Linked DNA regions of Danio rerio: region 1 is linked to region 2. The links are chromatin contacts, called in public Hi-C maps. All regions are on one chromosome and are shown on one strand. Each heading gives the region's core, a stretch centred on a gene start, on an enhancer-like site or on the middle of the called end of the contact. The rest is flanking DNA. Distances are from core to core; before and after follow the strand shown.

Region 1 (5,540 bases), core at 2,273-4,772, 520 kb after region 2:
CGGAGCACATGGAAGAAACCCATGAGAACACAGGGAGAACATGCAAACTTCACACAGAAACGCCAACTGACCCAGCCGAGGCTCGAGCCAGCTACCTTCTTGCTGTGAGGCCATAGCACTAGCTACTGCGCCACCACGTCGCCCTATCTATGATTTTAAACAAGTAATTTAAACTTTTCATTAAAATTGTCTTTTTTTTCTTCCTTTAGTGTTGAATGTCCGTTTCCTAATTGGACTTTGAGAGGATTTTATTAAGTGGCAAGGAAAAAAAGACCAAGCCAAGCAGAGCAATGGGGTTTATGTCCGGCTGAGAGAACTTGAGTCGAACCACAGACCACAACAATTCTTATTTTAAATCTGTCTGCATTCACACGCTGAGCTTTACAGACCCCCAGATTCTTCCTCTATATGACTTTTTCGTCATGATTCTTTGCATGAATTATGAGAGGAACTCCTGCTAAACTGCAAACAATTAATGAAGTGAATAAAAACAAGGTACAATGAGATCTCCCACACAGTTAGAAATATATATTTTTCCTGACCAAATAATTTCTCTAGAGAGAAACTGGTGAGTTTTACTATTTTTGGATCCATTTAGTCGATCTCCAGGTCTGGTGGGTCACTTTTTAGCTTAGCTTAGCTTAACATAGATCATCGAGTCCCATTGCAATGATATTATGCAGTGCTTGAAAGTTAGTTTGTTATCTCCATTCATTAGTATTGATTGTCTTTATTTGATTTACACTATTGTTGATTTACAGTTGTTCTTGTTCAAGTTTGTTACTGTCTGTTCTTACCTTTGTGTCGTCATATCTTCTCGTTCCTCGTGTTTCCCTGTGAGTTTAGAAAGACTGTAGGTGACATACATGTCAGCACGTAGATAAACATTTTTCTAGATAATCCAAGTAAGAGCGTGTGTGCCAACCCATGTATTTTTGGATTAATTATTAGTCATTGTAAATTAGATAGGACGTCATTGGCATTGAAGATTTATTTTTCATATCTCTTGCTTATTAGATTACATTAAAAGGGATTTGGTGTGAACATTAGTAAGAGTTTTTGGTTTTGTTTGGTTCTTTTTTTAGCACCACCCAGTCTTTCTAACATTTTATTGTATACTGTCGTTGACATTGTATTATAAATATCTCACTCACTGATTCACTATCGCTTCTATAAATAAATCACTAACATTTGTTCACTTAATTCTTGTTGACAATCCTTAATTTGCTTTACAAATTTAATTTGAGTTTTTGCATAACCAAGATTCTCAGCTCAAATGTGCAACCCCACTCCCCTAGACTGTCAGGGGTTGTAACATTAGTAAAGCAGCAAAGTTCCTTGATTATTACGCCAGAATGAGAGTATAGTTCCTTCATACCAGCTTAGAAAATAGCAACTTTTCTTTCTTTTTTTTTTCTTTTTTTTCATGTTTATTTATTTAAAACTTAACTTAACTTAGTTTAATTTAATTATATTTGTTAAATTGTATTATTGTATTTTAATTTAAACTAAATTTAATTTACTTTAATTTGTATGTATTTATTCATATATTCATTTTTTGTTTAATTTAATTTAATATTTATTTATTTATAACTTAAGTTAGTTTGATTGTATTTATTAAATTTTATTATTTTATTTGAATTAAATTAAATGTTTAATTTTTATTCATTTATTTAGTTACTAATTCATATGATCATTTTTTATTTAATTTATATTTAAATTTTATAAAATAACTTAACAATATTTTATTGTTTTATTTTTTATTAAATTTATTTAAATTTTTATTCATTTATTATTCATTTATTCTTATATAATTTTTTTATTTATTTAATATTTATTTTATTTTTTATTTATAACCTAACGTAACTTCAATTTGAATTAGTTTTTATTCATTTTTTTTATTTATTCATATATTCATTTTTTATTTATTTTATTTTTTATAACCCTACGTAACTTATTTCAATTTAAATTAATGACATTTATAAATTTTATGATTTTACTTAGAATTTATTAAAATTTTATTTACTTACATTTTTTTATTAATTCTTATTTTTTAAACTAACTTAATTAAACTTAATTTAATTATATTTATAAAATTTTATTATTTAATTTAATTTATCATGATGCACTTCTGTAATGATATCAGTTTTGCAAACACTCAAAATGTGCCAATGTTATTCATAAGATCAAGTGTCTGCATCTCAAACGTGGTAAGATCTGTTTCTTCATCATTTGTCTGAAGTATGCTCGAGTTATTTTTCAATACATGACTCTCTCTGCTATTCTGTTCTCTAAATCAGTGTCTTTCATGCATGTGTAAGTGTTGAAATGACATCCGCTCTCTCTGCTGATCAATGCTGCTCATTTTCTTTTGGCAGCAGATTCACCACAGACTTGGAGAAGGTCTGGAGACTCGAACTGAATGCAGGACTTTGACACTAAATCACAGCCAACAACACAGTCTGGAGGTCAGATTTTCAGTCAATTTTTTTTATTACTGCCATTCCAGTTTAATGGATAATTTATTACATAAAACATATACATAATATATAAATAATACTTGATAATAATATTAATACATTTTATATAATAATAGGCAGCAAGATGGCTCAGTGTTTAGTGCAGTCGGCTCACAGCAAGAAAGTCACTGGTTCGAGTCCAGGCAGGGTCAGTTGTCATTTCTATGTGGAGTTTGCATGTTCTCCCTATGTTGGCGTTGGTTTCCTCCAGGTGATCAATTTCCCCCACAGTCCAAACACGTGCACTATAGGTGAATTGAATAAACTAATTTGGCCATAGTGTGTGTGTGTGTGTGTGTGTGTGTGTGTGTGTGTGTGTGTGTGTGTGTGTGTGTGTGTGTGTGTGTGTGTGTGTGTGTGTGTGTGTGTGTGTGTGTGTGTGAATGGGTGTTTCCCAGTACTGAGTTGCAGCTGGACGGGCATCTGCCATGTAAAACATATGCTGGATAGGTTGGCGGTTCATTCCGCTGTGGTGACCCCTGATAAATAAAGGGACTAAGATGAAGGAAGATAAATGAATTATAAAAAAATCAATAATAAAATCCTCTTTTGCTCATAAATGTAACCTGCAGCATTTCAAAAAACGTTTACAAAAAAGGTTTACAGAACTTGATTTGGGTGCATTCATTTTATTGCAAGCTCAGCAAAGCTTATTGGATTTTTCAAACATCTACAAATACATCCAAAAAATACATCCAAACTATCTGCTTCATCAAACGAAACACACTTTCAAACATTAACAGAGGCGAAACACAAATCCTCTCCGTGTTTTTGAAGTGTGATTAACGCATCCCTGAACTTCATCTTTCAATCATAAACTCGCCTCCGGATCAAGTGAGAAATGGCAAATATCCTTTTTTTTCTGCGCAGCTTTAAAGGGAGCCGGAGGATCCCCACAAGGTGCGTTTCTCCACAATCAAAGTGTGATCCTGTTTGATTTAAACAGCTTAAGTACACCTGGCTTTCTGCTTCAAGAGCCCAAAGGATGACTTTAATCTGAATTCCCCACAGCCTCGGCGTAAACCCGTCAACACGGCCCAGAGAGGCTTTTCTGGAGGATTATTCAACACACAAACACACACGGCGTAGATCTGGCAAGCCCATTTCACATTAAAGAATACCTATCATGCCCCTTTTTCATTCATATTTTCTTTTTCTTCAGCTTAGTTCCTTTAATAATCCGGGGTCGCCACAGCGGAATGAACCGCTAACTTATCCATCATGTTTTTTTTTACACAGCGGATGCCCTTCCAGCTGCAACCTATCTCTGGGAAACATCCACACACACTAATTCACACTCATACACTACGGAGAATTTAGCCTACCCAATTCACCTGTATCGCATGTAGTGATGGGTCGTTCATGAACGAATCTTCAATATGACTCGAGAACTACGAGTCCTCTCATGGAATAATTCGTTCATCCGCGCATGCGCACATTTGTGCAGGTGGTATCGTTCATTTTAAGTCTTTTGAGTCATTCATCGAGGAAAGGCAGAAGCCAATCATACGCGTTTAGAGCCGGAAAAAGAATTGAACCGTTCATCTCTCGAGTCCTCTGGTTTGAGTCATTCTGTCACGAGATGAACGAACAACTTAAGAACCAGAAGACTTAAAAGGTGAACTAATTATCATGGCTCCTATCGGCTTAGACTGTGCATTGATTAAGATTATATGTGACTGTCAGTGTAACGTGAATGAACCCCTGACATTTGAAGACATGAAGAGGTGAGCTGAGCAAAGAGACAACAATACCTTCATAGACAAAAGAGCAGGTAAACATTGTATTATTATTTTCTCCTTCTTATATTCGATTTATGACTTATTTGTCGTGTGATCAACCTTTCGGGCTTGTTGTAGATGTGTTTGGAAGCCATTTGTAACATTTTAATAATATTTCGGTAAATTGAACCAAATGAACAAAATGACTCGAAAAAAGATTCGTTCATCTCGATGAACGAGACTCAAAGATCCGAGTCAGTAAATTGATCCCAACTTCCCATCACTAACCGCATGTCTTTGGATTGTGGGGGAAACCGGAGCACCCGGAGGAAACCCACTCAAACGCAGGGAGAACATGCAAACTTCACTCAGAAATGCCAACTGACTCAGCCGAGGCTCAAACCAGCAACCTTCTGTGAATTGTGTAAGCTAAACTGTCCGTAGTGTATGAGTGTGAATGAGTGTGTGTGGATGTTTCCCAGAGATGGGTTGCGGCTGGAAGGGCATTCACTGCGTGACAATGTGCTGGATTAGTTGGCGGTTAATTCCGCTGTGGCAATCCCGGATTAATAAAGGGACTAAGCTGAAAAGAAAAGGATTGAATGAATAAGTCGCTGAATGTCGCAAAAATAATCTCGCTTTAGACAGAAGCAAGTAAATGCTATTGTACAGAAAATAGTGATTTCATTTTTACATTAAATTTGAAAAAAAAATAAATAAATAAAAATCCCCAATCTCCAAAAAAATGTGCTAGGAATTTATGCAAATGAGTGCATGTTTAAATAAAAAATGCAAAATTTGTATATTTAAACAACGTTTTAGAAAATTTGTAATACACAAAATGCAAGGAATGCAATTTTTAATCAACTGGGTATTATCAAATTAAGGGTTGTTTTTGTTTTGTTTTGTTTTATTTTATTTTATATAATTTTATTTGAATTTAATTGTATTTATTTTTATTATTATTTAATTTATTATCAATTTTATTATTTTGTTTTATTTATTAATGTATTAATGTTAATTTTATTTTCATTTATTTATTATTATTTTATTTATTATAAAAATATATGAATTTTTAATAAAAAATACTTTGTTAATTTAATTCAATTTTTATTTAATTTAATTTATTTTATTTATTATTAAAGTTTATTTTTTTTTTTATTTTATTTTTTTTTTTTTACTTGCATGCAGTGTCTTCCCCTAAATGTTGAAAGGGCTTGCCACACACACATAAACACACACTCAGTCAGCAGTTACACCACACTGAAACAGACTGAATGAGATGCGCCACCCTGTGGAT
Region 2 (4,949 bases), core at 1,831-4,330:
TGTGTGTATAGAAACAAATACTTATTGACTTCTGTCTAATGGTATACTCAGAATCCTACCTGTAAGCTCTGGAATAATAAAGTAGTTGTTTATACAAAGTGCAACAGTTTTCGGCGTCCACCAGCTCTGGGGTTTTAGAAGAGCTTTAACGACCATCCATGTTTTGGTCTCTCTCTTTTTTTTTAGTTATTTTTTTTTTTTTTTTTTTTGTGATACAAAGAGAAAGTACAGGAAATATGTTTACAAAAAGAAAACATAAAACAGAAATCAGATTTTCTTCTTGATCACCCGGATCAAGCACACTCACATGCTTACACCCATGTAAAGGGGACTTATTATGTCCAACGTGCGCTGCTCTCATCTGGGGTTTTGTGCTCAAAGCACCCGCTGACTGCCTCAGACTTCCGCATAGGCTGCGCATGCCAGAGTGTGTGTGTGGTCATGTGATGTGAATTTTCAGCAGTGTAGTGTAGATGGAGATCTTTTCAGAAACAATTGGTGAAACTCTAATGTGGATGTGGATCATTTTTGTTCTAAAACGCCGTTTTAAAGCTAAACTGTATTAGTGTAAACGGGGCCACATACACTATGGACAATTTAGCTTACCCTATCCACCTGTGTTTGGACTTGTGGGGGAAACCGGAGCAAAAAAAAAATTAAAAAATACATTTTGATCATTAGAGGCTGTTTATGTTCACACACTGCTGCCACACAACAGTGTGTTTAAACCCCTTACAAACGTGATTTTTGCATAATAAGTCCTCTTTAATACCCCATTCACTGAACCTCTTTATCCAGCATTTACAGTCAAACAGTTTGTATTGAGAAGCAACTGACTCACATAGCATCTCGCTTTCAATCAGGCTCTCAGTCTAAATGAAATGCATCACAGACTCCTAATGTGTTTTTATTTGAATCTACAGGAGTTTTCTGAGTCTCTGAGCCCCACCTGGAGGAAGATCTACACTGTAAAAAAATGATATGATCAGTTCGTCATGACAGCTTATACTGTATGCACGCTGTTTTAAGTCAGTTTAAAGTTCAATGGACTCGTAAGATTGATTTTCATTCATTCATTTTCTTTTTGGCTCAGTCCCTTAATTAATCAGGGGTCGCCACAGCGGAATGAACCGCCAAATAAAATCACTTTTATAGTCACATAATAAAAGTGATTAGATTTGGCGGTTCATTCCGCTGTGGAGAAATGGACTGCCAAATCAAATCACTTTTATTATGTGACTATAAAAGTGATTTTATTTGGCGGTTCATTCCGCTGTGGTGACCCCTGATTAATAAAAGGACTAATGGAGTCATAAGATTAATTTTCATTCATTTATCCATTTATTTTCTTTTCGGCTTAGTCCCTTTATCAATCAGGGGTCGCCACAGTGGAATGAACCGCCAAATAAAATCACTTTTATAGTCACATAATAAAAGTGATTGTATGTATGTATGTAAATATATATTCATACATTTTGATGTACATGCTCTAGTTTAACTAAGACCTTGTATATATATATATATATATATATATATATATATATATATATATATATATATATATATATATATATATATATATACAAGGTCTTAGTTAAACTAGAGCAATTAAGCAGCTTTTATACAAATGTCATCCATATTTATCCATATTTGGATAAAAGCGTCTGCTAAATGACAATGTAAATGTAAATATGAGCCCATTAAAAAGCATTGGATGCAGCCCAGATTGCACTGCACCAGGTCTGCAGCCAGACCCCTCTCGTTCATCTTGCTCTCCTGCACTTGCACATCTCCACCAATAGATGTCAGTCTTGCATTGAATAAATGTATTGAGCTGGTATTGAGTGAATACATTGAGGAAAAGTATTCAGGAGTCAACATTTGAGGTGGATCAAAAAGTATTTTCAGGTTGTTTTGGGAAAAAATAAAGTCTTGGGACAAATTTAAATAAAGGTGATCCCCTCCAAATGTTGACTACTGTATTTATACACTGCCATTTGATTCTGTACTATGTAAACAGTTGTTGTTTTTTATTACAGGTTATAAAAACGTATCTGGTCACTGGTCTCAAAATGTGGAAAATAGATTGAGAAGTTGCTTGTGACTGTGAAGAGTGCATATCATGTGGTTACAAAACAAGAGTATGATTTTTATAAATAAATAAATAATATATAATATAATACAACAATATAAATATATATATATATATATATATATATATATATATATATATATATATATATATATATATATATATATATATATATATATATTCATTAATTCATTAATTAATTCATTCATTTATTCATTCGGCTTAGTGCACAGTCCAAACACATGCGCTATACGTGAATTGAGTAAGCTAAATTGGTTGCAGTGTATGGGGGTGAATGAGTGTGTATGGGTGTTTCCCAGTCTGGGTTGCGGCTGGAAGTGCATACACTACGTACAGGAATTGAGTTTGAGACCTATGTTTTTTAGTTTAATACATGCGCAAGGTTTTAATGTGTCGTCACATTTTGCCTTCTATATCTTTTTAACACTAAACTGATGAATGAATTCAATTCAATTCAATAATTGCTTTATTGGCATGACAATTGTTATGTTTTGCCAAAGCAGTTATAAAGTTTACATAAAAAGTAACATACACACACACACACACACACACACACACACACACACACACACACACACACACACACACACACACACACACACACACACATATATAAACAGAACACACAGTAAATAGTAGTAGCAAAAAAAAAAAAGATGATATTTATATATAATAATTAAATAAAATATCAACAATACATCAAATTATTCAATATATTACATTAATATTCAATATATTATATTATTATTCAACAATAATTATTCATACAATTCAATACAAAAATAGATCAGAATAAACTGTACATTTTTAGGATAAAACAGTAATAAAAACAATAATCAGTATATTTACAATGATTCATTTATAATCATCTGGGTTTTAATCTCTCTGTCTCTCGACAGATGGCGCTATGTGTTTAGTAATAATAGAGTTAAAGGGGCGGAGCAGAGAGTGTCACACACACACACACACACTCTCACAGCGCAGGCCGTCGGAGAAGGAGTGCGCTGACTCTCCAAACACACACACTTACACACAGTGAGAGCTCAGCATCATCATCATCACAATCATCATCCTCCGCATCATCACTGACAGCAGCGCGAGCTCGGGATCCTCATACAATGAAACGTGCGCGCGCAGATTCATGTGAAGGTAAGACAGCTGGAGTTCACATCAGCATCACACAGACAAACACACACAGGAGCTGCTGGGATTACCGTGCGATGCATCACCGTGATCCCGCGTGTGTGCTTGATTTGGACAGACTATAGTGTTGTGATCACTGAAGGCGGATTTATTTCCCTCTACAGACACCAGAGCTCATCTACTGCATGTTTCAGTAGGACATCAGTGTTGTTCTGCTTCTGGATTGGGGAAATAAGTCACCGGAGACGCCAGGTTTCACTTTTCCGGACAGTTACAGGTGTGCAAACATTGACAGCTCATTAATAGGCGAGTTCGTGTGTGTTTGGTTCGTATTTGCTGTGTTCATTGTTGATATAGGAGTTTGTGTTGATAATATCTGTGTTAGTTTTCGTAATTTAGATAAAATTGGTTATATATTTGCTCATTTGTTCATTTTTGAACACTTAACAACTAAGTAAGACGGTCTCTATATTGTTTATCACGCTACTTTACATAATAGAGGCAACGTAAAGTTGGTTATTCGGATATTCAGACATTCTCCTTAATAATATAAGTTCAGAAAAGTATTTAAAATAGGGAAATCACATTAGCAGCCAGTGACTATTAAAGTACATTGTTTACAGTCAGTTAAATATTGCTAATGCTGTTTTGAAGTCATAACTTTACTTAGGCTAACATGCTAATTCAGACCTGTTATTCAAATTAGCATGACAATTTAGAGACCGTTAAATGAGAGAATATGCGAATATAAAACCAATTTACCTTAATCTTTATATATTCGGTCTGAATTAGCTTGCAAGTGTGACTTTAAAAACAAGATTAGCACTAATTAAATGACTGTGAACGTACTCTGATAGTCATTGGCTGCTTATATGATTTCCCTATTTAAAATAACAGTTACTTTTCTGAAATTATATTATTAAGGGGAAAGTCTGCATATAAAGCCAACTTTACCCCAATGTTATAGTATTTTATTGTTATTAATATCGTTTTTGCAGAGTTATAAGCTCTTATAATGTTATATTTGGAAACTAAATATGTTATTTAAACATTTTAAAGCGCGTTTATGAAGTTTTTATGGTTGTTTTACCTCATTGTTGTGTTAAATTTATGAACAAACGTATTGTTGGGTTATTTTTTTCAATACATACATTTAAATGAGACTTTTGCATCGGTTGTGGTTGTCTATATTTGATTCTTAGTTCTGTTAAAACAGCCCAGCTTTTTTTCTAGAATCTAGAGTGTAGGTTAATTGAGATTGTGTTTATATATTTAGTTTGTCCACATTTTATTGATGTTTATAAAAAAGCACATTACAAAAGGAGGTAGACGTTTGACATTAGGTCAAACTACCTTTATTTCATTAATGTTTTATATAAAACTGTGTCAGAGTAGATATTGTTTTTGTTAGTTACCTTAATGATATTGTTAGTTAATATCTTTTGCAGAGTTATAAGTTTCTAGTTTAATGTGGAAACTAAATGTATTATTTAAACAGTTTATTGATTGTCTATGAAGTTTATAAAATCACAGAGTTGATAGTTATACACCCAAAGAAAAATGTTGGGTTGTTTTACCTCAGTGTTGCGTTAAATGTATGAACAAACGTATTGTTGGGTTATTTTTTTTAAACATACATTTAAAGTAGACTTTTAAACCGGTTGTGTTTGTCTATATTTGGCTCATCTTTTGG

Evidence for each region. A called contact is a pair of places that touch in the nucleus more often than the background predicts.
Region 1: a contact with region 2 is called in a Hi-C map of an unstated tissue, with 4 times the contacts expected there. The contact joins the enhancer-like site here to the promoter of LOC100334314 in region 2. A contact is called at or near these places in 2 of 18 Hi-C or Micro-C datasets (caudal fin and an unstated tissue) and 2 of 4 datasets of contacts at active chromatin or transcription factors (caudal fin and embryo).

The regions. Positions count from the first base shown.
Region 1 is chr17:6,117,484-6,123,023 of GRCz12tu, forward strand. No RefSeq gene overlaps it. Among named protein-coding and RNA genes, the nearest start is that of cdc5l, 68 kb to the right of the region's middle. Within about 2 kb of position 3,523, at least 5 of the 62 cell types and tissues checked have an H3K27ac peak or open chromatin away from gene starts, as enhancers often do.
Region 2 is chr17:5,596,326-5,601,274 of GRCz12tu, forward strand. It overlaps LOC100334314 (kelch-like protein 29), which reads left to right and starts at 3,081. Exons shown (of 13, transcript XM_073928107.1): 1 at 3,081-3,262.